7 separate regions of the Mus musculus genome follow, and regions 1, 2, 4, 5, 6 and 7 are each linked to region 3. Evidence: chromatin contacts called from public HiChIP or PLAC-seq, Micro-C and promoter capture Hi-C data. All regions are on one chromosome and are shown on one strand. Each heading gives the region's core, a stretch centred on a gene start, on an enhancer-like site or on the middle of the called end of the contact. The rest is flanking DNA. Distances are from core to core; before and after follow the strand shown. Region 1 has its middle 38 kb from the start of Csf2ra. Region 2 overlaps Grk5 (G protein-coupled receptor kinase 5). Region 3 holds the start of Eif3a (eukaryotic translation initiation factor 3, subunit A). Region 4 has its middle 58 kb from the start of Csf2ra. Region 5 overlaps Grk5 (G protein-coupled receptor kinase 5). Region 6 holds the start of Csf2ra (colony stimulating factor 2 receptor, alpha, low-affinity (granulocyte-macrophage)). Region 7 has its middle 17 kb from the start of Csf2ra.

The links. Promoter capture Hi-C pulls out the DNA fragments that hold promoters and counts their contacts. Hi-C and Micro-C count contacts between places; a contact is called where the count stands out from the background. HiChIP or PLAC-seq counts read pairs in DNA pulled down with a chosen protein or histone mark.
Region 1: an H3K4me3 HiChIP or PLAC-seq map of bone marrow-derived macrophages shows a contact between it and region 3, with 3 times the contacts expected there. The contact joins the enhancer-like site here to the promoter of Eif3a in region 3. A contact is called at or near these places in 1 of 39 promoter capture datasets (the C10 cell line) and 12 of 115 datasets of contacts at active chromatin or transcription factors (the 230-238 cell line, bone marrow-derived dendritic cells, bone marrow-derived macrophages and 6 more).
Region 2: a contact with region 3 is called in an H3K27ac HiChIP or PLAC-seq map of acute myeloid leukemia, with 2.1 times the contacts expected there. The contact joins the enhancer-like site here to the promoter of Eif3a in region 3. A contact is called at or near these places in 2 of 39 promoter capture datasets (the C10 cell line and liver), 5 of 115 datasets of contacts at active chromatin or transcription factors (T-cell acute lymphoblastic leukemia, acute myeloid leukemia, bone marrow-derived macrophages and 2 more) and 1 of 9 other capture datasets (pancreatic islet).
Region 4: a contact with region 3 is called in an H3K27ac HiChIP or PLAC-seq map of trophoblast stem cells, with 8 times the contacts expected there. The contact joins the enhancer-like site here to the promoter of Eif3a in region 3. A contact is called at or near these places in 8 of 115 datasets of contacts at active chromatin or transcription factors (the 230-238 cell line, bone marrow-derived macrophages, embryonic stem cells and 4 more).
Region 5: a promoter capture Hi-C map of pre-B cells shows a contact between it and region 3, with 4 times the contacts expected there. The contact joins the enhancer-like site here to the promoter of Eif3a in region 3. A contact is called at or near these places in 13 of 39 promoter capture datasets (the 3T3-L1 cell line, 3T3-L1-derived adipocytes, the C10 cell line and 10 more), 3 of 15 datasets of contacts at CTCF or cohesin (the NIH/3T3 cell line, large pre-B cells and pro-B cells), 4 of 484 Hi-C or Micro-C datasets (B cells, nephron progenitors, neutrophils and 1 more), 25 of 115 datasets of contacts at active chromatin or transcription factors (the 230-238 cell line, DN3 thymocytes, the NIH/3T3 cell line and 18 more) and 4 of 9 other capture datasets (adipose tissue, liver, macrophages and 1 more).
Region 6: a Micro-C map of embryonic stem cells shows a contact between it and region 3, with 7 times the contacts expected there. The contact joins the promoter of Csf2ra here to the promoter of Eif3a in region 3. A contact is called at or near these places in 10 of 39 promoter capture datasets (the C10 cell line, the HPC-7 cell line, embryonic stem cells and 5 more), 17 of 484 Hi-C or Micro-C datasets (B cells, CD4 T cells, LSK cells and 10 more), 21 of 115 datasets of contacts at active chromatin or transcription factors (the 230-238 cell line, DN3 thymocytes, Th17 cells and 14 more) and 2 of 9 other capture datasets (adipose tissue and liver).
Region 7: an H3K27ac HiChIP or PLAC-seq map of bone marrow-derived dendritic cells shows a contact between it and region 3, with 10 times the contacts expected there. The contact joins the enhancer-like site here to the promoter of Eif3a in region 3. A contact is called at or near these places in 9 of 39 promoter capture datasets (the C10 cell line, the HPC-7 cell line, embryonic stem cells and 4 more), 1 of 484 Hi-C or Micro-C datasets (embryonic stem cells), 10 of 115 datasets of contacts at active chromatin or transcription factors (the 230-238 cell line, bone marrow-derived dendritic cells, bone marrow-derived macrophages and 6 more) and 1 of 9 other capture datasets (liver).

The regions. Positions count from the first base shown.
Region 1 is chr19:61,264,360-61,268,046 of GRCm38.p6, forward strand. No RefSeq gene overlaps it. Among named protein-coding and RNA genes, the nearest start is that of Csf2ra, 38 kb to the left of the region's middle. Within about 2 kb of position 1,447, at least 152 of the 459 cell types and tissues checked have an H3K27ac peak or open chromatin away from gene starts, as enhancers often do. A contact at or near this core is called in the 230-238 cell line, bone marrow-derived dendritic cells and bone marrow-derived macrophages, where this site is marked.
Region 2 is chr19:61,050,642-61,054,022 of GRCm38.p6, forward strand. All of the region lies in intron 4 of Grk5 (G protein-coupled receptor kinase 5), which reads left to right. It also overlaps a transcript of Zfp950 not described here. Among named protein-coding and RNA genes, the nearest start is that of Gm22520, 39 kb to the left of the region's middle. Within about 2 kb of position 2,055, at least 31 of the 459 cell types and tissues checked have an H3K27ac peak or open chromatin away from gene starts, as enhancers often do. A contact at or near this core is called in acute myeloid leukemia and bone marrow-derived macrophages, where this site is marked.
Region 3 is chr19:60,788,556-60,792,187 of GRCm38.p6, forward strand. Eif3a (eukaryotic translation initiation factor 3, subunit A) reads right to left here and starts at 2,138. Exons shown (of 22, transcript NM_010123.3): 1 at 1,914-2,138. The coding sequence starts at 1,962.
Region 4 is chr19:61,284,131-61,287,788 of GRCm38.p6, forward strand. No RefSeq gene overlaps it. Among named protein-coding and RNA genes, the nearest start is that of Csf2ra, 58 kb to the left of the region's middle. Within about 2 kb of position 1,366, at least 7 of the 459 cell types and tissues checked have an H3K27ac peak or open chromatin away from gene starts, as enhancers often do. A contact at or near this core is called in embryonic stem cells and trophoblast stem cells, where this site is marked.
Region 5 is chr19:61,082,709-61,086,215 of GRCm38.p6, forward strand. Grk5 (G protein-coupled receptor kinase 5) reads left to right here. Exons shown (of 16, transcript NM_018869.3): 12 at 353-561; 13 at 3,364-3,501. It also overlaps a transcript of Zfp950 not described here. Among named protein-coding and RNA genes, the nearest start is that of Zfp950, 56 kb to the right of the region's middle. Within about 2 kb of position 1,998, at least 120 of the 459 cell types and tissues checked have an H3K27ac peak or open chromatin away from gene starts, as enhancers often do. A contact at or near this core is called in the 230-238 cell line, B cells, DN3 thymocytes and 10 more, where this site is marked.
Region 6 is chr19:61,226,060-61,229,742 of GRCm38.p6, forward strand. Csf2ra (colony stimulating factor 2 receptor, alpha, low-affinity (granulocyte-macrophage)) reads right to left here and starts at 2,359. Exons shown (of 12, transcript NM_009970.2): 1 at 2,280-2,359; 2 at 1,213-1,306; 3 at 971-1,125; 4 at 747-867; 5 at 466-595; 6 at 156-325. The coding sequence starts at 1,306.
Region 7 is chr19:61,243,046-61,246,821 of GRCm38.p6, forward strand. No RefSeq gene overlaps it. Among named protein-coding and RNA genes, the nearest start is that of Csf2ra, 17 kb to the left of the region's middle. Within about 2 kb of position 1,881, at least 87 of the 459 cell types and tissues checked have an H3K27ac peak or open chromatin away from gene starts, as enhancers often do. A contact at or near this core is called in the 230-238 cell line, the HPC-7 cell line, bone marrow-derived dendritic cells and 4 more, where this site is marked.

The DNA of each region.
Region 1 (3,687 bases), core at 197-2,696, 480 kb after region 3:
GGAATAACTTGGTATAGATGTTTTGTGGATTTTAGGCATAGAAACCCTGTAGGATCTTCACTCTAGGTCACAGTTCAGCTCTGGAACCTGAATTGTGGCCCTGACTGATAAGTACTGGGACATATGCAGTTCTGCACAGACAGTCAGACAGAGGGACAGACAGACAGACAGAGGGACAGATGGACACACACACACACACACACACACACACACACACACACACACACACACACCTGCTAGCCAAGATGCCTGACGACCTGATTTTATTAGTGTGTGTGTGTCTCCATGGCCAAGCTAGCACCCCCCCCCCCAGAATTGTGTTTCAGAGATCCTTATTTATTTCTTGTGCCTGTGCTTGTATATGACCTAGGCTACACTTCCTGAAAACCAAACCAAACCAAACCAAACCAAACCAAACCAAACCAAACCAAACCAAACCAAACAAGTATGGCTGCCTGCCTGCCTATGAAGAGAAATGATATCACGAATCAACTAAAACTATCTCCTAAGTCTTCCTGTTTCTCTTTCTTTTCTATCTTCTTTCTTTTTTCTTTTCTTTTCTTCTCTCTCTCTCTTTTCTTTTCTTTTTAAATTTTATTTTTATTTTTTTCATACAGGGTTTCTTAGTGTAAGCAGTCCTGGCTGTCTTGGATCCCACTTTGTAGACCAGACTGTAACCTGTAAGAGCCTGCTTCTGCTTTTCAAATGCTGGCATGAAAGTTGTACACCACTATGACCAGCTAAGATTCTTATCTTTTTTTTCTTTCCCCTTTCTTTCTATGATTCTAGCTTTTACCAGGCAGTGGTGGTAGCAGAGGGAGGTGGTGGATCACTGTAATTTTGCAGCTAGCTTAGTCTACAGACTGAGTTACATCAAAGGAGTTCCAGGATGACTGATTATATTTATCTTTTATTATGCATTTTAATTAAAATTAACCAAAAGAATTTAGAATGACTGATTCAGGGTCTGGCATTTTAACGTATTATACAAAAGCAGGAGAAAAAACCATGAGGCTGTCTGTGGATGGTCTAGGGTTCTGGCTGTTTTTGGGAGCTTCCTTGTCATGAGCTTTGCACATGCAAACTGGGCCACCTAGAGGCTGGTAAAGGCAGCCTGGAAACAAAAGCAACCTGGAACAGTAGGTCACATGATGGCCAGCCACCTCCATCTTGATGAGGTCTGTCAGTGGACAAGATGGCTGCCATCCACATGTGGTCTTCCATCTTGGTGAGGTCAATGTGCAACTGAGTGACAGAACAAGGAAGTAGAAACAGACACACAGGCACAACACGTTCATTCTGTTTTTGGATAAAAGACACACAATTTTTATTATTTACAGTAAGCCTTAAACAGCACTACAAGAGCCGGCCAGATATTTACCCTCTATGTGATAAGAATTTTCTTTTTTCTTCTTTTAATTCTCAGGACCTGCATGGTGGGTTCTCCTAGGTTCTGGTGCCCTCTTCTGGCATGCAGGCATATAGGCAGCAGATAGAGCACACAAATACATACATTGAAAACTAATAATAATAATAACCAATAAATGAAAAGAAAAAAGATTGTAGCTTCTGCCCAGCTGCATGGGTAGCAGAGGCAGGCAGGCAGAGAGGACCTCTGTAAGTTTGAGGCTACCCAAGCCTACAGAGCAAATTCCAGGCAGGGCTGCTGAGGTACACCAAGAGAAACCCTACTTTGAAGCAAAATAAGACAAAGCAGAAAAGGTTCTGGCTTTTATTTTACAGACATATTTTTCTTCTAGTACTATTGACTATCAAACTTTGATCATGAAGGCACGTTGGATTTTATGACAGAATTTGTATGTGTGTGTGTTATATTTCAGCTGTGATTGCTGTCACTTGTCATCTAGTGGGCTTGTGTTTGGTTTCTTTCTTTCCATGTCATCTATCAAGTCGGGGCCATAGCACCCTTTCAGCCTCAGAAATCCAGAGCTCACTGACTCCTGGAGAAAGGGTGCTAGGGGAGAAGGAAAAAAGAAATCTCTGGGGCAGGGGCAAGACTTGAGCCTTCTGGTCGACCTGATCAAGCTGCCACCAACCCTACCATTTTTCCTAATAGGGCGTACAGCAACAACCCCTGCCCTGTAGATCTCCCGGTACAACCTCCTTGGTAGAGACTCTCTATCTCCGAGATGCACCCGCCTGCTTGCCCGACCCTGGCCGCCTCATCGCAGGCACTTCCCTGTCCTGTGTCACCAACCGGAGAAGGCAGGAGCGTTGCGGAAACTTGTCAACACTAGGTGTCGCCCGTCAACAACGGTCTGGATCAACTAAACAAACCAATACAGATCGCTCACGCGCCGCCACATTCACTCACTTATTCCGTCTCTCCCGACGGTCCTCCCTAGCTTGGGGGGGTGGGGGGGGGGCGGGGAAGGGGAAGGGGTGGGGGACGACACTCACGCACGCATGATGGAGCAGCGTACCCACTCACCACTTCTCCCGAGTGGCACAAACGGTCCCCATCGTCCCACCCGAACATAGCGAACGCGGGCTGGACTCAGACACCCAAAAACGAATGTATGACAGGGAGCTGTGAAAACAGGCGAAATCACTCTCTAAGTCAAAGTACGTGGCTAGCGAATCGGTCAGCGGGGCAAGGGAACAGGCACAATTAGGGGAAGGGGCTACAGTAAGGGGAAGGGAGCATCTAAGCACGGTGGAAGAGGAGGGTGGCTCGCGATCTCAGTTCCACTCCATTTAGGTCTCATTTTAAAAACACTACCGCTTGGGGTTTGTTGTTTTCTGGTGCTCGCTGCCACCCGCCCGCCGGCCACCCTCCCGCCCTCATCGAACCCATGTGATATACACACAACATGGCCCCTGCACCCACAGCTCAGAGAACATGTAAAGGGACTAGAAGATGGTAAAATCTGGAGGACTAAGTTGCCTGCTGAGAAACAGCGTCTTCTCTGTAATAGTGGAGTTGCACCTGAGACAACTTAACAGGTGAGTCACCTAAGTAAGACTTACAAAATGACATGACCAGTTGGCATGCCATAGGAAGGGGGAAATGTTCACATGTCCACACACCTAAGTGGAGAACTACATACATTCAACTGATGCTGAGAGATGGAGATTCAGACTTCCACGTTATCTGACACAGTCATTTATCCTTGGCATCAGGAATACTTTTGTTTTGCATACATCTATGAGTCTGAACATTTATGTGGATAAACATTAATCAACCAATCAACAAATCAATCAATTATAAAAGAAACATGACCTGTGCACATATCTCTGAATAGTAGGGTGTGAGCCATTCTGTTCTCCATGAGAGTCCTGTCAATACTACATAGCTTAAGCTCCCTTAAGAGATGCACTTAGGAGAAATCAAATTAGATTTTTAAAAATATTTTTTATTACATATTTTCCTCAATTACATTTCCAATGCTATCCCAAAAGTCCCCCATACCCTCCCCCCCGACTTCCCTACCCACCCATTCCCATTTTTTTGGCCCTGGCGTTCCCCTGTACTGGGGCATATACAGTTTGCGTGTCCAATGGGCCTCTCTTTCCAGTGATGGCTGACTAGGCCATCTTTTGATACATATGCAGCTAGAGTCAAGAGCTCCGGGGTACTGGTTAGTTCATAATGTTGTTCCACCTATAGGGTTGCAGTTCCCTTTAGCTCCTTGGGTACTTTCTCTAGCTCCTCCATTGGGAGCC
Region 2 (3,381 bases), core at 805-3,304, 260 kb after region 3:
TTTTTTGAGACCAAGTCTCTCATTGAACCTAGAATTCACCATTTTGGCTAGATTGGCTGGCTAACAAGCCAAAATCCCCCTGTCTCTCCTTCCTCAGTGCTGGAGTTTCAGGGTCCCCATCACACCCAGATATTATGTGGGTCCTGGGGATCTGAACTTAAGTCCTGATGCTTATGCAGATGCAATAAGTACTTTATCCACTGACCTCCTCGGCCTTCAGTTTTTGTTTTTGTTTTGTTTTTTTTTTTTTGTCTGTAATTTTTTCAACCTTAGTGGGTATGACGTGGTTTCTTGGCATGATTTTGATTTGCATTTCCCTGGTCACTAGTAATGTTTCGTCTTTTCCTGTGCTTATTGGCCATCTGTATATTTTCTTTGAAAAGGGCATATTCAAATCCTCTGCCCATTTTTAAAGCTAGTTGTTTGTCTTTTTGCTGTTGACTTGTAAGAGTTCTTTGTATTGTTGGGTTACGGGTGGAAGCCAAGAAAACTCACTTTAGATATGGAAGCTTAAAAATGAAAGCTTTATTTTCTGAGCGCTTAGGAAGGCAACCAGTTCAGGATCTGAAGTGCATCCCCAAAGGGAGGTTGCACAATATTTTTATAGGATGGGAACACAAATCAAGGGGCAGTGGGGCAGGCTGTTGCATTGACCAATCATATCTAGATACAAGGGGTTAAGTAAGGTAGTTACACTGGTGACTGGACCTTATCTGGGTCACCTGGTTTCAGGGGCCTTGATTCAGATTTTGCAGCCAGGTCTCCTCCTGGACTCTGGCCTAGAATTTTAGAATGATAAGAAAACAAAGAACTGGCAAGCTGCACTTACCTAGTCAATTAAGCCAAGACAAGCAACATATTTATGACTTGTGTGTCTTAGTTTAGATAGTGGAATAACAGCATCTTTTCTCTTTATATCCTTTACTGGTTAACAGACAAATATGAAACATCTGAAGAAGCAAGATAGGAGTTGAGTTCCAGGGCATGGGAGAACTCAGTTTTGACCCTGCCAGAAAGGTGGGACTCATACCTGAGATGGCTGAACTCAGGAAACTATCTCCTAATAGCATGTCCAAGATATAAATCTTGTCTCAAATAAATGTTTTGAAACTATTTTCTCTATTGTGGGCCCTTTCTTTTCACTTTCTTGATAGAATCATTTGAGACATTTATAATATTTTGAAGAAATTCATACTTCATGCCTGTTACTTATTTTCAAATGGCTTGTGCTTGGCTTGCCTTATATGCTTTTCTAAGAAGTCCTATGTTCCTCTGGAAACAGGATGTGTGTAGAGAGAAAATGAGCAAATTGTGGTATATACTTGATGTCTCGTAAGCCATTCTTCTTCTGGAGCACAAAAACACTGATGTCTGTCAGAAAGATCAGGACCAGGCCTGACTCTTCACAACAGCCTTGGAGTATAGCACTGTACTGAACTGACTTCTTACAGTTGTGTGGATCTTTCCAGCAACTCTCAGAGCATTCATGCAACAACTTTACAGACCTGGCAGCTGAGGTCTAAAAAGAGAAGCTAGCTCAGGGTGGAGCCCTGAGTAACTTGCCTAAGCAGGGTTAGCTATAGGACATTTTGCTGTGGCTCATTTTAATTGAGCTCACAAACCATTGTGCTGGGTCTGCATTATTGAAATCTTAATGACTAAGGCTTGGCAGGTGGCTCCCACTTAAGTTGTAATTTTGCTGAAAAGTATTAGTGGATCTATATGAAACTCAATGCTAGGGCATTGATGCCCCTTGCCCACACATACTCACAATCACTGAACACAAGCAACCTAGAGGAAAGTGTTTGTAGTTTATGCTTCCAGAACATAATCTATCACTGAGGGAAGTTAGAGCAGGAACTTAAGGCCTATATGGGGTTCTTCCTAGACAGGAAGGGTGGACAGGTGAGATGAGCAATTGACATGAACCACTGTAGTATTCCTCTTTGGGATGCTGGGAATGCCCAGCCCAGGTGGTATTTAGAGTTTATTTTTGACCAGAGGTCCTCAGGCAGGATGTTGTTCTCAGTGCCCTATGCCGACATAGGGCTGCCTCTTTGTTTCCATAAACAATGACAGGGTAAAACAGGGAAGTTTGTTCCTGTTATGGGGGAAGCAACCCATCAGCCTACTTTTTCACAAAAGAAATTTATCCCTAATGTTTGTTTGGCTCTTTGAGAAAACAGCCACTTGAAAAAAAGAAAAGGAATTATATGAAAAGCAACAGTGATTCCAAGTTTTCTTTCTTCATTTCTTTTTTATTCATTGCACCATCTCAGTGGTACTTTTTTCTACCCCACACATTGCACCAGGATGTTGAGCAAGACACCTCCAGCTGGTTCTCAGCTCTGGCCTGAGGGCAGTCAGCTAGCTCCTTGTTGTCAGGATGCATAGTTAACAAGCCCTGCTAACTTCCAAGCCCTGGAGCCTGTGTTAGTAACTTTTGCATCCCTGCCATGCATCATGCATGGCAGAAACAACTTCAGAGACAAAGGTTTATTTTAGCTCATGGTTTTAGGTAGTTTCAAAGTTCACACAGCAGGGAAGGCATGACAAGGCAGCTTCATCTATAGTAGAGAAACCTTGAGGTATGTTCTAGTTTCTTTTCTGTTTCTGAACAGAATACTCTTACCAAAAGCAGAGGAGGAAAGGGTTTCTTAGGTTTATATTTTGAGGTCCCATCATTGAGGGAAGTTGGGGTAGGAACTCAAGTAGAACTCTTAAACAGAGACCATGGAGGAATACTGCTTGCTGGCTTTCTCTTTAGTTTACTTAGACTCATGCCAGCCTAGGATCAGTTGCCTAAGGAATGGTACTTACTGCCCATAGTGGGCAGACCCTCCTATATCAATTAACAGTCAAAAAATTCCTCATGTTGTGGAAGACCAGGAAACAGGGAGTACAGGCTGGCACCAGGGCATGTATAACTTTCAAAGGCTCTTATGACCTACCGTCTTTATCCAGGCTCTACCCCCTAAAACTTCCACAGCTTTCAGAATAGTTATCAAGCTACAAACCAAGCATTCAGAACATTAAACCTTTGAGGACATTTCAGATTCAAACCAGAGCATCATCTTATTTAGTCATCTAAGTGTGGGATTAAGGGAGTGAGTGCAGCACTAGATTCAATACTATCAGCTTTCGTAGATCGCATCATGTGTGCAGACCATGAATACAATAATAAGCAATTTTCTTTTAAGTCATGTTTTAATTGAATGAGCTAACTGGAAGTAAAGCTCTGAATTGGATGAACCTCTCTTAGTGTGTAGAGATTAGTATGTGTCAGAGGTGAGCTCATGACATACTAACATGCTGTTGAGACTTGCTGTATGAGACTTGAAAGAGAATTGAACAGGATAAACTTTTCCCTGAGTGCCTCAA
Region 3 (3,632 bases), core at 888-3,387:
CTATTTTATTTATTAAAATAATGCACTAGATTAGCTCTAAATATCCCTGGGGCTACAAAATGCTACAGATAAAACATTTAGGTAAACCTTTCTTAAAAGTGAAAACCCATTTTATCATCTACTTGTTCTACAAACAGTGCCGCACGTGTGATAGACAATCTGCTCCTGTCAAATCCCTGGGAAGCTAAGGCATCACTACTTGCTACTTGGGAAACTGTAATGGGGCTGCAGCAAGAAGTCAATACGGGCCTTAGGGAAAATGCACCAAGACCCAAGTTAGCCACACAGTACCACAAAGTCCTAGTCTACTTTGCTAACACTCTCCCCAGCTTACTCATCATTAATCAAGTCAACTTAGAAACTGTGAAAAGAAATTTAGAACACATTATGTAACCTTTCTACTTTAAAACTTTATTGTAATATTAACCAAGTTCACATGAAGATTCCAAACAGGAGAAAGATAAGGTCAGCATGTTACTATGTATGTATGTAGGCCAAAGACTGTAGTGCTTTAACTAGACTACTATGGTAACTGCTGCTAAATGTTACAACTTAAACATATATTAATAGCTATACCTAGTAAGTCTATCCAATTCCATTTTCTACAGCACAATGCAATTCTAAGTTTCAAAACATTAAAAGTCCTAAATTAGCTAGTTCTATTTTCAATAATAGATTAGTACTAGAGGTATTGGGTGACCCACAGTGCATTATTATTCTACTCCAGACTGCTTCCTAACCACAAAAAATATTAATGTATGTAACCAACACATCTTCATTCCTGAAAATTATCAGCAGTATTCTTTTATTATAAGTTTTGAGTCAAATGGCCTTTTCACAAAATGTAACTTCCACTTCTAACAAGCTTGCCAAACAAAAACCTGCAACATACATGGTTTATTTTTCCAGTTTGGACTGGAAGGGTTGAAAAGGGCACAAATACTGAATTATCAGGTTTTATTTTAAAAAATAAAAAGCAATTTTTAAAGGTCAGATCAGATATGCGCACACGAGTTTTCCACGACACAATGTCAGAGATCCGGGCAAGTCTTTCCTGCAAGCACTAGGCTTAATTAAGCACACGTATGGAAATAGAAATAGCACTCAGTGGCTCTGCGGTGGAGGAAAAACAAAAAAACAAAAAACAAAAAGCTGATCTGGATATCAAGAGACCTTGGTCTTAGTTTTCTGACACTCCCAAGTGACCTTGGGGAAATCACTCTTTCTAGGGCTTGTCTGGGTAGATCATTTTTAAATCCCTAAAGAATACTAACTTTACTGGATTCGAAATACTTTCGAAATGACCCTCATCATTTCGGGGGGTGGGGGGGAGGACACCACAGGAAACAAGTTAATGGAGCAGAGGCCTGAAGTGCAAACTAGTAGTGAGGGAAGTAGACCCTGACCCAGAAGGCCTCCGCGTGGGATCAGGAACCAGACGTGCCCGAGAGGTGGAGTGAAGGTAGACTAGCCGGCTCCCGACCCCGGCGGGAGGTGGAGCGGAGGTTCTCGCGTGCATTGTCCCCGGGAGGGAGCCATGTTTCCTCCTCCCGGCACTCCCAGATGGCGGCAGGGAGCGCGGGGCTTCCCAAGCAGCCCGCGGGTTTGAAAAGCCAGCAGAAGGCCGATCGTAGCGAAGAATCGCAAGACCCGAGAGTCCTGACCCGCTGGGCCGTGGCCCTGCGACGCAAGCCTCGGGCGGCAGCCACTCAACACACACCAGAGCGACGGTTCCTGATCCGCGCCTTCCGCCGCGGCCCGCTTGAGTAGGGAGGCCGTGCGCAGACGCGGCCCGGTGGCGGCGGCCGTGACCACTGGCCTCCACAGCCCGGGCTGCGGGCAGCAGGCGGAGGCCCTCGAAACTCCCAGGCCTCGGGCCGGCCCTGCGCGGCGCGACCCGCTGCCTTACTCACCGTTGGCGCGCTTGAGGGCATTTTCCGGCCTCTGGAAATAGGCCGGCATCTTGACGGTACGCTCAGTTCACCCGGCGTCAGCGAACTCCCTAGTGGCCTGGACCGGGAGAGAAGGCGGAGGGGAACTAGCGCGAGCTTCCACGCGCCTCGCCAGCAGATGCCCGCGCCCAGCCGGCCAGAGACGGAAAGGAAGGAACCACGTGATTCCCTCGCGGCGGCAGCGCCGCCGCCCGAGCCCCGGATGTAGGAGGCAGGCCTTTGCGCATGTTCCGCCTTTCTCCGCGCGCAGGCGCGCTGGCGTCTCGAGCGCGGGCTGACGTGGCGCTGGGTGCCGAGCAGCGCGAGCTGTGGTGTTCTTTGGTTGCGGGAGGGAACCTTCGGGACCGTTTTCTCCGACCACCTCTGCCCCCCGCGGACACAGAGTGGGAAAGGGAAATTTGCGGTCTGATCTGCGACGAGAAAAGGCAGTGTCTACACAGTCATAGCCAAAATGACGTGCGCGGAAGCAGGCCGCGTTAGGGTCGCATCGCCTCTGCCGGGACCTCTCCTGGAAAGGTTGAAAATACTGAACGGAAGTGCTGACCCCGTATCGCTGGCCAGTGGTGTTCATCCCTGAAAAATAGGTCACCAGTCACTTGATTGACAAGGAAGGGGAGGGAACAAACGAATAATAAACAGAGTTATTTGGTATCCTCCTAGGGTTAGTGTCCCAAGGATTCCCGAAAGAAGGGGAGTAGAAGACCCAGGAACCTGGCTTGTATATTTGAAAATACGCGAGTGTCATCGATTTTTACATACAGCTCACGTCACAAACAAATATAAGAAATGTGTTGGTGAAGAAATGGCTTATTGCAAGCCATGTCTTTTATTGCTACCTAACAAATGTAGTGTTCACAGATTAATTACTATGCTTAGAGCTTGAAAGCCATTTAAACCGCGTCGAATTATTAGGCTCTTGGTAGGAAATTAACTTGAGTTCAGGGCTGTGGCTGTACAGTGGCTGAGCGCTCCTCTAGCACACACAGGGGCCTCCATAATCCCTGGCACCACACAAAGGTTCAGAGAAAATTCAGGAAGAAAAGAATAAATTATTGTAAGTTTATTACATATTTTACAATAGTATGGGACATGTGAGTTAATGAGATACTGTGTCAATGAATGAGGAAACCTTAAAAAATAAATAAAACCTGAGCGTGGTGAGAATCTACGCCTTTGGCCTTTGATCCCAGCACTCAGGAGGCAGAGTCAGGCAGATCCCTGTTAGTTCCAGGCCAGCCTGGTCTATACAGGGAGTTCTATAGACCAAAGCTACACAGAGGAAAACCTTTCTCGAAAAACAAATTAATGAGAAATATTTTAAAGCTATTTAAAGGTCTGAAGAGATACTAATCTTGCAGAGCACTCTAGTTCAGCCACATCAGACTGCTCATAACCACCTATAACTCTAGTTTTGGAGTATCTATCATCTCTGGCTTACCCAACACTTGCATTCACATGAACATACCCACTCAAAGATACAGGGCACACTAAAAACAATAAAAAATATGTTAAAGTTCATTTCAAGAGTTCTTCCTCCAGAATGCTTAGACCATGCTAAATCATGAACTTTCACCTTCCAAAACAAGTACCCGGACAGGATTGGTGTAAAAGAGCATCCAGTATTTACAAGCTTTACCAACTGTTTTATGGGCATGATCAAAGGGTTTCTTTGTGTATATT
Region 4 (3,658 bases), core at 116-2,615, 490 kb after region 3:
TGGGCTACCTTGCTGTTGTCAGGTAACTGTGGGAAGGGGCATACCTATAGTCAGGTAACTGTGGGGGTGGAGTCTAGCCAGAATGCCAGAAGCTTGGGACATTGTCTGAGTTCTTATAGTCACAAAATTATGGAGTTGGGGGCTCTGTGGTGTCAGGCGCCTGTCTTTGGGAACATGGCTCACTGTTCCGTCCCTTGTAGAGTTTCCTACTGGGTCTCCAGAGAAAGCCTCATTCAACCAAAATAGGCTGCCTTTCACAGCCCCATATACATCCAAGTGTTTTATAAGATACTTTGTTAAAGACTATCCTCCCTTCAAATATGCAGGTATACACTTCTGCCAGGTTCTTAATGCAGAGAAAAATGGCTTGCCTCACCACCAAAGTATCATTGATCAACTTTCTATTTACAAAGGAATGTGATATGTTCACTCTGGTGACTTCTCATCATTATAACTTAATTTCTATGAAACTGTTGAAAACCGGCCTGCAGCTCATAAGAAACAGAGTTTTACCTGGGAGGCAAACTGGGGCTGAAAACAGAGGGGAACTAGGCAGGCGAGAGAGAAATGGAGCCAAGACAAGGTTCCTGATCAAGGCTCAAAATGTTTAATGGCGAATGCACTTATAAAGGAGGGGGGAGGCCCATTCCCGCCAATTCAGTTTTGGAGCCCAGCTGCAGGTGACCATGTACAGGATAGGATGTAGTCTCAGGAATAGCTAGGCGGCCTCTCAGCAGGTAGCAATATCTTGAAGAGGAACAGCAGCAGTGGCTGAACAATAGAGTGATCTAGGAAGGCTCCATCTTAGGTAATCTCCATAGTGGCAGAAAAGGTCAAGGTCTGACTCAGCCTGCTTCAGGCTTGGGGGAGGTTACAATTTCCTCCCTGTTATTAATATTTAAAAAAAAGCTGGACTGAGGCATAAAATTTATTTATGCTCTATAGTTCTGCCTGATTTCTTTGGGCCTAGTGAAGAAACTGCTCTCAGTGGGATTCCCTAACTTTTCTCATGGTAAACCCACCTATTCGCTAGGCCATTGTGTTTGGGTAAGACTGTTTACTGCCTCAAGTAAACACTCTGCACACTAGCCCTGAGCTATTCCGGTTTGGTCCTTTGTAATGCTTAATTAGTTACTGAATAGATAACTTTCTTACTGAATTCCTACTGAATTCCAAGTTTGTTGGCTTCAAGGTCTTTCTAGGACGTTGGAACTCTGGTGAAGGCTTAGCTATGTCAGAATTCAGTCTTAACAGGCACTTATAATAAGATAATACTAAAAGAGAGCACGGGGATCCATACACCAAGACTAACAGGGATAGTGTATGAGTATGAGAACGCCAAAGTTCCAGGAGGTGAATTTCCGTGAAACTCTTTGCCTCGTGAGTACTCCCAGGCCTCTCGGCCTGCCAAGCAAACTTCACTGGAGTGTGCGTAGCATTCTCCCCCTTTCTTATATTTCTGCCGAATTTCCAGAACATCCTGCCTCATCGTAACTACAGATCTCAGGAGTGCTCTAAAGATGAGTGGAAACACAACGATTTACTAATAAAATAGTGCCAATAATAATAGCAAGTAGGAATATATATTGAACCCAATCCAGGGGGTTTAATGCACTTAGGTTATTTTTTTAAATCTCTGGCCAATTCATCAATGTTCCAAGTGTCCAAGTAGCTTTTGCTAATATCTGAAATTTCTGCCTTTATAGCCTTAATATGTGCTATGTCCTGCCCTATTGTTAAGACTACTACTTCTAAGACATTAACCTTTTCCTCCAATTTTTTACATGGCTCTGTGGTGTATTATTAATAAACCACGGCCTCTTGGCATGTACCTCTGTCTAGATTGATATGATTCTGAGATCTGGGTGCCCGTCTTAGACTGTCCGGCCCTCATAGCAAACCTTATTCCTGAATCAGACCAAAAGCCACAATATGTACTTAGAATGCTTCCTCAATGAAGATTAATAACTGCCACCTGCGCTGGTGGAGGCAAGGATGCACACCTGCTGCAGTCAGGCTGAAGGGTTTAATGTGGTAGAAAAGGTCAAGGTCTGGCTCAGCCTGCTTCAGGCTTGGGGGAGATTACATGAAACATCTTTGATAACCTTTACAGTTACACTAAAATAACACTAGCATCCTACTGAGAAGTAGAAAAATAAGGAAATTTCAGTGATATTTGTATGTGCCATATTATGTTTATGACATAGGAGGGATTTTAGTGTAATTTCTATAGAATATGTTCCTCTTTTGTAACAAAAGTGGTCCACAAATAAGTAGGAATGGAATAATGCCATATTGTATTTATGTTTATGTAAAGAATAATATCTCCTGTCTCATCCTTGTTGTTTCATATAATTTATCAATAAATGCTAAACATACACCTATATATTTAATGATTAAATTTGAGGTAAATACAATCAGTTTTTCACCAAAAATTTACCCCTATGGTGTTTTCATTATATGCTCTATAAAATAGGCCCTCACAGAATATTTTTATTATCACACAAAAAAATCTCAATTAAAAATTTTACTAATACAAAAAGAATTTTGGGAATAGACCTTGTGTAATGCTCAAACTACAACCTCCAACTAAACTTTAGGAAACATCAGTTACTTAAGCTGTCTGTGTAGCCTCATAATATAAAGGGCTGTGTTTTCAAACAATTCTCAGCAATCCACAAAATGTGTATTGATACCACATTGGTAACATGTACGCTTATATTTACTAAAATTACTGAGAGAAGTCTCCCAAGATAGAAATATCATAAAGTGGTCAGAGATTAGCTAACTTAGACATGAAAAGAGAAGACGTGTTTCTTAAATAATGAGAAAAAAACTAATAGAAAACTCCTGTGTCACTGTTCTCAAATGTTCCCAACTATCCCACACCACAAATGTTATCCACGCCAGTGACAAGAAATGTAAGCAGTCACCACTATTATTGATAGCCTCACTATTCATAGAATGTAAACATATCAATTGATTGCCTATGTTCCAAATATGTTTTACTCTAAAGAGAGTAGAGAACTGAACATTATAAAACATAAAAGCCAGTGAATGTACATGAACACTGTAAAACATGAAGCCACAGTGCTTTTGGATTTTATCTTTCAAAACATTTGGATACCTTGCCTTCTAATTACCTTAACATTCCTAGCTCATAAACATAGAAAAATATGCATCCAGGCATTCATGAAGTATGAATTTCTGGGTGTAACGATCTTTCTTTTCAAACCTTAAGATTGCAAGAAGTGATCACATGCAATGATTTTGAGAGGGTAAGTTTGTATATATGTAAACTTCTTGACAACTAGGATTGAATAGTTCCTGGAACCAGCATATGCTCTAGGATCAACACGCTTATGCAAGGGCTGACAGCAGAGTTTATGACCTTCTATTTACATATACTGGAGATAAAACACAATGAAATATACAGGATACATTTCAATAAGTCATCACTGTCTAGAGTGAAATATCAACTGTTATTAGGAGGGTGTCATGTGATGGATTAATGTTCATAGTCCTTTATTCCCCAGCTTCCAGCCTTAAATCAGAAGCCATCTGGGAGAAAAATCAAAACCTTCACTGGATTAATTAAAAGGAGAAAATAGGATCAAATCTGTAAAGGAGTTAATGTTGTTTCTGATGTTCAGATTTA
Region 5 (3,507 bases), core at 748-3,247, 290 kb after region 3:
GCAATATGTCCTGTGTTGGGAGCCATGCCTGTCACTGGGGACAAAGCAGTGAGAGCTATGTTGTGTGTTCTGTCTGAGGAGACGTGTCTATCCACCATAACCAGGGTTCTGAAGCCACCGTCAGAATTGGGCACAGTGAAGCACCATTAGGGAAGGCTTTCTCTGGACAAAGTGGTGTTTACATACCTGCTGGGTTGCAGTTGGAGATTGGAAGGAAGTAGCCCCAGCTTAAAACTCCAGTTTTTCTATGAGAGTGCTATACCCTTGGGTACTGCTGAGATGAGGAGCAGCACCGGAATGTGGCTGCATTCTGCTGCTAGTTGTCTACCACTCTCTTCCCTCCTGTTCTCAGCCCCAGAAGTTCTGAACAACCAGCGATATGGACTGAGCCCTGACTACTGGGGCCTGGGCTGCCTCATCTATGAGATGATTGAAGGCCAGTCACCATTTCGAGGTCGCAAGGAGAAGGTTAAGCGGGAAGAGGTGGATCGCCGGGTGCTGGAGACTGAGGAAGTGTATTCCTCCAAGTTCTCTGAAGAGGCCAAGTCCATCTGCAACATGGTAAGCTCCCGGTGAGCCAGATGCTGCTCATAGGTTGCTGCCCAGTGGTGCCTCCAGCCTCTGCCTACAACACCTGCATATTGGACAGGATACCCTGTGAATCAAGGAATATGGGTTGACGTGAACACCCATGAGTGTGTGTAGCTTTGTAGAAAAGTCAGCAAAGCATAAAGATGATAGCCCAAGTTGGTTCACAGGCAAGTTCCTGCCCTTGAACTTGGCCTCCTATTCCCTCCACTCTGGATTCTAGACACGGGGGACTGAGGACAAGGACTGCAAGAGAGGTGTTAAAGTCCTTGGAGTTGTTGAACATATTCTCAGTGTTCCATTCACTGTGTAGAACGGTGGTCCCAGCTCAAGTTCTGTATGGCAGCATGTGTGGATGGGCAGGACCTTCAAGTGAAGAGATTAGAGTGACTGGAGTGTGTTGGGGCCAGGTGTGGATACTGGACAGCTAAAGAGGAAGGAGTGATAGGGGCTGTAAGGTTCCCTCAGCCAAGGTGGACACTGTTCCATAGCTGGTCCTTAGGCCCTTCCTTGGGTTTGGTATGGAGTCAGCTACTTCCTGCTCTTGCCTGGCTCTCAGTCTCCTAAGACTCACCACAGGAAGATGCCCTCTGATGCTTTCTGTCCTCAAGTGCCTAGATACACACACTTGTAAGCCAATGTGGCAAAGTACCTTCCTCTGGAGCCATACTACACCCTGAGCAGCAAAGAAGAGAGCAGAGAGCAGAGGCCTGAAAGGGGCCTCTCCTCTCATTCCTGAGTCCCCAAGTAGCCCTGGGAAGGTTCAAGGGAACACATACCAGTAGCTCAGGGTAGAGCTTAGAGAAGACCAAGACTAGAAACTTGAAGTAACTAAGCTTCTACATTCAGAGGACCAGGGATCCCTGGGGGCTTGGCTACTTCAACCACCCCTGCTTGGCCACTTCTGTGTATAGAGCTGTGGTAAGGATGTGGGGCTGGATCTGCCCTCTGATCATATCTAAAAGAGGAAGTGTTCCTCTGCTACTGACATGTGTCAAAGACATGATGAAGAAGGTATGTAACATGTAGACCACAACCCCACAACCTGTTAACCAGTCTCAAAGAAGCACTGTCACAGCGGTGCAGTCGGGATGAGGTAGTGGAGAGATAGACAGCAGGGGTTAGGGATGTGGAGAGATGGCTGCCAGTGGTACTTGTTATGTCATGGTCAGCTGTCTGCGTGATGTAACAAGACTATAAGAGGCATCACATTCTTAGGTCAGGAGTCCCAAAAAGCCTGTCTCAAGAAACATCAATAGGGACATGGACATACTGAGAGAATGGAGCAAACATGATCTCTGCTTCTAACCACTACCACTATCACCACCTCTCCACTTCCCCACAAACCTCCATTTCAACCTCAGGTTTTGTGAGCTGAAGCTCTTGCTGTAACCAGGACCAAAGCTGTCCCTCTCCTGCCCCCTTGTGGCCACCGAGGGAAATGTGTTGGCTGAAAAGTGCCAAATGATTGTACACATGAAAGTACCTCCAGAAACCTCAAGCCTTGCTCTGTCTTCTCTTGGGGTCTTGGATTCTGGTCTGGACTTTGTAAGCCACAGCATCTCAGTCTGGCCACTCTGCTCTTATCCCTTTAGCAGGTGCTGACTCAGGCTACTGCAATACCTGACCTATAAACCATAGAGGCAGCTACACAATCAGCAGGGAAGTTGTTCTCCATTCCATCTTGGCAGCCATGCCCCTTGAGAGAGATGTCCACACACCCAGCTTTCCTGTCCCTTGGATCTAATGCTGAATCTGAGGCTCCTGCTGTGCCCCATCGCTGTAGCTTCTCCACACTCCCTTGAGTCCTTCACCATTTGACTCTCCCAGTCATTCCAGATCATATGTGGTCCCCCACATACAGGGAACTTACTCTGTCTTCTCCCACTGCACCCACACCTTCTCTCTTGATAATGTACGCCTGATACCATCCCTGACACCATATAGGTGGGTGTTCTATTCCACCTGTGTGGTATATTTTAGAAATAGACAAATACTAACTTAATAACCAAGCTTTTCAGATGAAGATATTTTATCCTAAAACCCTGATTTTCTATCACTTCTTTTGGAAAGCAGAAGTGTCGTTTACATACCATTCCTTCCTGGTAGAAGCTGATAAGCAACCCAGCCCTACCTCATCCTTTTTTTTTTCATCTTCTTATCCTTGATGATCCGGCCATCTGCCAGCACAGTAGACTCTAGGGGGCTGCATTAACAGGCTCAGCTACTGCACATTCTTGCTTCTTTGGTGTTTCTTGGAATGGATGGAGCATGGCCCAGTTACTTATGTCTAGAATAGAGAAACTTGGGGCCAGAGAGATGGCTCAGCAGGTAAAGCATTTTTTAATGCAATCCTGGTGATCTGAGTTCAAGTCCTGGAACCTCTGTGACAGGTAGAGGGACAAAGCTGACTCTACAAAGTTGTCCTCTGATCTCCATACAAATGCTGTGGCACATACATCGACACACAATAAGTGAACAATATAAAAAATACAATAAAATAGAAAAGAGAAGCCCAGAGGGTAGGCTCTAACCTGAGCCACCAGCCTGAGAGTATACACAGGGCAACTGAAAGCATGACAAAGATATGATCTGATCCTGTCCTTGCTGATGCTTCAGTTCTTCTAACTGGGGAGACATCCTCCTCCAGACTGAGTTTTAGGGGGTGGCACTGGGGAGGCTAGAGCTACAGTCACAGATGTTCCTTTGTCCTTCTGGCCTATGGGCAGATGGAAAGGCCCAGTCATATGACCTCACGAGACTCTCTTGTCACAGCTGCTCACCAAAGACTCGAAGCAGAGGCTGGGCTGCCAGGAGGAGGGGGCCGCCGAGGTCAAGAGGCACCCTTTCTTCAGGAACATGAACTTTAAGCGCCTGGAGGCTGGGATGTTGGACCCTCCCTTCGTTCCAGATGTGAGT
Region 6 (3,683 bases), core at 1,109-3,608, 440 kb after region 3:
AAGGGCGGGAAGCGTGGCCGGGGCTGTCACTCACAATTCCCGCCTCATGCTTGCCAATCATGCTCACAAGCCCCGCCCACAAACGTCACTCAACCTCATGCCCGCATGCCAATCAGGCTCACAAGCCCCGCCCCCGCTCACAAGTCCAACCCCACCGAGCGCCTTCGTAGCCACCACGTCGTCCAGGAACCGCACTGGCCCCGCACCGCTCCGACCGGTCACGACCAAGTAGGCCTCACTCCCCAGCAGTGACAAGTCGTTCGCAATGCACTGTGTGATGACGTCATCCCCGGGGTCGGCCATGCATCGCGCCACGTCGTGACCCCTGGAGAGAGGCGGGGCGGGGTCAGAGGGCCAGCGATGACGTCATAGCGGGTTCAGGGCTCACGTCACCGGCGACGTGATGACGTGATTGGCCAACCACACCCACGATGCATGAGGGCCCCGCCTGAGGTCACTGCTCACGTGGAGTTGAGGACTCGCAGCGAGTACCGGACGTCCGCGGGCGCCGCTGGCCCCTCCCGCCACGCGCAGGAAAGGAAGCGCGCGGCTCGGATCTCGCAGGTCAGGTTCTCCGCCCCCGAGCCCGCCGCGCCTGACAAGATGGCCGCCGTGAGCCCGACCGGAAGTCGCCAGGCGTCGTCGCTGGTTGCTGGCGATGACGACGCCGGTTGCCGGCGGTGACGTCATCGCTTGCCGGCGTTCGCGAGCGATGACGTCACCGGGACGCTCCCGGCCCTGCCCACCTTCGTTGACGAAGCTCAGCCTCCAGTGCGCGGCCGCGCCCCCGACCGTGCCATTGACATCCAGCGTGACACCGTGGTGCAGCGCCATCATCCTCCTGAACCAGCAGCGGCAACCGAAGGGCTGCGGGGGGGACAGGGAGTGGGAGGGTGGGGGAGCGCATTGGGGTCACGACCGGAAGTGACATCATTGCGGGACAAGGCCCTCTCTCCCTACCCCCACGTACCGAGACTCGCCGGTGTATCCCCGCCTCCCGCGAGGTCACGGTGCATGACGTCACCGTGACGTTCCCCGCGGCGGTGTCGCAGGCCCAGGTCAGCGTCCGAGTCCAGGGGTCGAAGGTCAGGTTGAGGGCGGAGCCGGCGTCCGGTGTGGTCGGAGCTGGAAGGGGGAGGAGGGTGAGGTGGCTCTGTTGGACGCGGCCCCGCCCACCGTGACTTCCGACCCCGCCCACCTAGCGTCACTAACCCAGAAGGGCCTGAGTTCCCGGAAGCAGTAGCGTGGAGAAGAGCAGGGCGAGCTGAGCCAGGGGGGTGATGTTCATGGCATGTGATGACGTCATCTGTCAGTCAGATGAGTGGGCAGAGCCGAGGTGTTATCCTGTCTGGCGCACTAGGGTGGGCGGGGCATTCTCTGGCCCCGTCCCACCCACTCACTACAGCATGATTTGTGGTGGGTACAGAGGCTGGGCTCTGCCATCTGAGCCATGCCCCTGTCTCAGCTCCTCTCTTGGTGACGTTATCCTATTGATTCCCCGTGAATCTTTGCTTATATGTGGACCCGCTTTGTCCGCGCGGTGGGGAGGCGGTCGAGGGGATCGGGGGTCGCCCTGCCTGCCTGTGGCCTGACTGTGTGTAGGTCAGACCCTTTCCCCCTCACGCTCCACCGCCGCCTGGACCCGCCTTTCCCCAACCCCGCCGTGCTCCAAGCTCAGCTGCAGCCACTTCCTTTTCTCCAGTCCCCACTTCCTGTCGGGCCAAGGACGCTCGCTCGCGGGGAGTGGGGAGGGCGGGGGCGGCGTCCGCGGGGTCTCCGCAGTCGGGCTTAGGGGCGATCCGCAACTCCCCGCTTCCCCCACCCCCCACCCCCGCCCCGGGCTTTGGAGGAAACGCACTTGAAGCCATCCCCCTGCCTCAACTCCACCATCTCCAGACCCCTGACTCCTGGAGGTGAACCACATCTCCTGACCCCAGTACTACACAGAGGTCAGAGGTTGCGGGGGATTGGCAGGCGGAGGCCACGCCCCCCAACTCCGGCTTCTAAGCCCCCCTTGGCCTCTGTTACCTCTGACCCCACCCCAAACCATCCCCAGGGCTCAGACCCACGGGTGGTGGGGACCTTGTACCCGAGACCCAGGGCACACACAGTAGGTCTGCATGTCCCACTGCCCCCCCCTTCCGGTCTCTCCGTCCCCTAGCCCCATCGTTTTCTAAACCCCAGGGTGTGCTGGGCACACAGTAGGGCCAGGTGGGAGGGGCTTCTGGGTGACGTCATGTCAGGCAGGGTGAGGTGGAAAGGGGTGGAGGGGCTCTGACCTGAGACAGGGGGCTTCCTGCGATGGATGGTGAGGCCTGGGCGCAGCGTCTGTGTCCGTCCGTCTGTCCGTCTGTCTCCCGCTTCCTCTTCCTCATCTGCAGGTTGGGAAACCTAGAGGGGAAGGAACAAGGCAGGCAGGGGTGGGTGGCTGGGTGGGGCCCGGTGACGTCACCGGGGGCGGGGTCCGAGTGTCCCGTGCAGGCAGCATGATGTCAAATGCGCACAGTAAGTATACGCGCCAGGCGGTTGGCCCGCTGTGTGACGCCATGCAACCTCGTGCAGTGGGGCAGCACACCGGGACGTGAGCCTACTGTGTGGCTGTTCGGGCGCGTCACACTGCCACGCACACAGCCTGGCTACACACGGTGTGACGTCAGTCACTGCATCTGACCCCTTGTGGACACAGTGTGACCACTCAGCACAGTGTGACATCACCGACAGTCTTACCCTGATGCACACAGTGTGACCACACATGTGAGCACGCGCTTACACAGTGGGAAGACTCTGACATGCAAAGTCTTGATCCTGTTGATCATATTGATAAGGGTTAGGTTCAACAGGTGATCCTTAGGTTCACATCTCCTTGCGTCATCGTTAATTTCCAAATTGGGGAAAACCAAATCTGGATGAAACGGACAATTTTCTACACAGCACAGGCACCACAGTTAAAATCACGGAAGCCACCTAACGGTCCCAGGACCCAGAACCCAGAGACAGCTGTGAAGTCTCCCACCCAAGACAGCCCAGGGTCAGGCGGGCCTGGTGGATGCTTCCACCCAGCTCATTCTGTGAAGCCACACACACACACACACTGCGCGGAGATGGACGTTTCTGTAAAATCAGGAACTCGTCACAATTTCTGTCCACAGAGGACTCATGAGAGATTTTCTGTCGTGTTTAATGTTCCAAACAGATTTTAAAAACTGGTAGAGTGTGTATTAATGTCTGCTTCCGAAGATGTCATGTACATTTAAGAGGCATTTAAACTATTATGAATTATTTTAATGACTTTAAAAATATCAATACTGAGTTGTATGTTTTAAGATAAATTTTATTAGTTTTAAAAACCTACATGGTATTGTGGGGAATTGCAGGCTGGTCTCCAGTCGATCTGAGGTCTGAACCCCGATAGTCATAATTCACCCTCATGACACGGTAGGCATTCCCTCATGCTCCTTACCACCTCCCACAGCCCCAAGAGAAGCATGGTCAATCTGACCTTCAGGCTAAACTCCTCCCCAGTTACCTAGCAACAGGGAAGACCATAAAAAGGGGTGCTTAGCCCCCACCTCGCTCTCTTACTCCTTTGTCCTCTCACCTCTCACTTCTCTCACTTCTCTCCTCTTCCCTTTCTCTTTGTCTTCTTCTTTCCTCTCCTCTCTCCTTCTTTCTCTTTCTCTCTA
Region 7 (3,776 bases), core at 631-3,130, 450 kb after region 3:
ATGCATATATTTGCACCCAACCAACGGACAGACCCCTGTTGTTGAATTAGGGAAGGCTGAAAGAAGCTGAGGAGAAGGATGATCCTGTAGGAGGACCAGCAGTCTTAATTAACCTGGACCCCTGAGATCTCTCAAACATTGGGCCATGAAACAGACAGCATACACCAGCTGATATGAGGCCCCGAACACACATACAGTAGAGGACTTCCAGGTCTGTGTTCATTCAGAGATGATGCATCTAACCCTCAAGAGAATGGAGGCCCTACGGAGTTTAGAGGTCTGGTGGGGTGGGGGCATCCACGTGGAGACAGGGTGGGGTGGAGAGGAGGTATGGGATGTGGAGCAGTTGGAGGGTGGATGGTGGGGGGGGGGGCAGGAATGGAATCTGGACTGTAAAAAATGAATTACAAATAAAAATAAAATTTAAAGGAAAGGAAAGAAAAGAAAAGAGTCTAATGCTGTCCATTTCCTGGACATAGTGTCATAAAGGATGACTTCATGGAAACTTCCTCCACTATGGTAGATGTGGTAGTGTCAGGGCCCCAACAGAGTTTTAGTATGTCTGTATGCCCTGTGCTCTATTTGCAGATGGGTACTTAGATAGCTCTGCTTATTCTCTGATGTTCACAGTAAAACTAAAATAGACTAACTCCCACTTTTACAAATAGACATATTCTCCCATCTAAGTATCTGTTTCAGCTTGAAACTCATGCTGTATCCATCCCTGGAAGGATAGCAGATAGTAGCCCATGCTGATAATCCAAGATATGATCTCCATTTCAACATCAACTAATTAACAACAACAACAACAAAATATCAATCTCAAGCTGTATTTCCCCCTTCTATATCTATCAGTTCACTTTCTGATTTTATAATTTAATACTTGATTCTGTGTCAGTACAAATAAAACCTGATTAACTTAGTTATTAATTTTGGACGAGATAAGTTTAGCCGCAAGCAACATGCTTATTCACTGGTGAAGATGATGTTTGCTGTGTCACAGAATGTTAGAGGTGCTGAAAGGTACAGAAAGGGAAAACTGCACTGTGGTCAATGAGTTTGGTACCAACATACTCCAGTCAGAATGCATCTGGATCCCAGGGAGCTACATTAGTAACTTAGGAAGGTGATATTAGTTTATATGTGATATCCTTGCTTTAGGGGTGGCTTTCAATTTCCATCCTTTATACACAGCCACTAAGGAAATTCAGAGTTCAGCACACAAATAGTAAGTCAAGCCTTTATATAGAACCATTTATGGGTAGTTGTGAACAATCATCTATTCATGCTAGGCATGAAGCTGATGACAGAGCAAAGTAAGAATAACACCAACAATCAAATAGGTGAAGCATGGAGTTTTGTGGCATTATTTAGAGAAATGGGGATTAGCAGTTGTTTTCAGGAACAAAAAACACCTAATGAGAGCTGCCTCAACACATTCAAACTCAGAATAGTTGACAGCTCACAAAAACTGGAAACCTGGTGTACACTGAGAAACCTGTATGTAGTTCAAGAGGTCGAAGAGCCAACTTTCCAGAGAGCACAGCTGCCAGGGGACAGCAATAGGAACACGTTAGGACAAAAGTCTTAGAAGTTAATGTCAGAAGTAAGAGTGGGGAAATAAGACCTACAGAGAACCATACTTTTCCTGGATTGACTAAAAAGTGAACAGGACCATTACAAGACAGAAGGTCCCCCGAGAAGGAGGTTGGAGAAATGTTCCCAAGACATATTTGCTGCATTGAAGGAAGCTTAGGCCTCTCCCAATGTGTTTCATTCATTGCTTGCTATTTCATTTTCTTACTTCCTCATTGCTAGAAGAGTCAGCCCCTCCCACTTAACTGTCTGCATCTAAAACTCACCACTTCTTCTTTCTCAACGTTTCTATTCTGAACAAAGTTCCTCATCTGACACTGCAGATTCTATCTCAATGTTCCAGGCACTCATGCTCCCTGGAGGAATGTCATTGGCCTCCATTTAAAATGGGAGGGTAACACTTAATACTGTTCAACCTCAAACAGGCCATAATCTCCTCACTCTATCCCTTGAAGTAGGATGATATTAGTGTCCTTTGTTTCAGGATGGCATGGGAATCTGACACTCTGGTGAATGGAGTACTTTTTAAATTCACTTTACATCCCAACTTGCTCTCCCCTCCCCTGAGCCCTCTCACACAGTCCTCCCCCTTATCTCCACTTCTCCATTGATAAGATGGCGGCCCCCTGACCCTGGCACATCAACTCAATGCAGTTCGGGAAGCGTAGTCCCCAGACATGCAAAAGGGTTAGAGATAATCTCTGTTCCAGTTGTTGGGAAGTGCACATGCCAAGTTGCACATCTGCTACATATGTGCAGGAGGCCTAAGTCTAGTCTGTGAGTGCTCTTTGGTTGATGGTTCCATCTCTGACAGTCCCCAAGAGTCCAAGTTAGTTGACACTGCTGGTCTGTCTGTGGACTTTCTATCTCTATCAAGGCCCTCAATTTTTCTCCCAACTCTTCCACAATAGTCCTGAAGCTCCATCCAATGTTTAGCTGTGAGTCTCTGCATCAGTTTTTGTCAGCTGCTAGATGGAGCCTCTTGAAGTACAGTTATGTTAGACTCCTGTCTGCAGGTATAATGAAGCATCATTAGTAGTGTCAGGGATTGGGCTGGAGAGATGACTGAGCAGTTAAGAGCACTGACTGCTCTTCCAAATATCCTGAGTTCAAATCCCAGCAACCACATGATGGCTCACAACCAACCATAATGAGATCTGGCACCCTCTTTTGGTGTGTATTAAGACAGATACAGTGTAATTAGATTCAATAAATAAATCTTTGGGCTGGAGCGAGCAGGGCTGGAGTGAGCAGAGCCAGAGTTCAATTCCCATCAACCACATGATGGTTCACAACCATCTGTACATCTACAGTGTGCTCATATGCAATCAATAAATCAATAAATAAATCTTTTAAAAATAGTGTCAGGAATTGGTGTTTGCCCATAAGATGGGTCTCAAGTTGGGCTGGTTATTGGATGGCCATTCCCTCAGTTTCTGGTCCATTGCCCATGCATGTATTTCTTGTGGACAAAGTAAATTTTGTGTGCAAAGTTTTGAGGGTGTGTTGATGTCCCTATCACTCCAATGGGGTTTCTTTCCAGCTATAGGAGGTGGCCTCTGCAGTTCCATATTCCCAAAGCTATAAGTCACAGTGAAGTTCACCACAATTTATTTCTGGGAGCCTCACCCCTTCATGATCTCTGGCAAGATTTAAGATGCCCCTTACTCCATTATCCCCACAAGCTGAAGATTTTCATTCATTCTCCTGGCCCTCTGCTCCTCTGTACTATCTCTCCCACATCTGATCATGAACCCCCTATTTCCCACCCCATCCCTCTTGCACCCAGTTTTCTCCCACCATCTGCCTCCCATGACTATTGTATTTCCCTTTCTAAAGTGTATTCAAGCATTCTCTCTTGGGACTTCCCTCTTGTTTAGATTCTTTGGGACAATGGAGTGTAGTGTGGGTATCCTGTACTTTATTACTAATATCCACTTCTAAGTGAATACAAACCATGCATGTCCTTTTGGGTCTGGATTATCTCATTCAGGATGATATTCTCAAGTTCCATCCATCTGTCTGCAAAATTAAAGATGTCTTTGTTTTAAACAACTGAAAAGTATTCTGTCATATAGATATACCACATTTTCGTTATCCATTCTTCACATGATGAACATCTAGGTTGTTTTTAGTTTCTGGCTATTACAAATGAGGTGGGTGTGAATATTGTTGAGGAA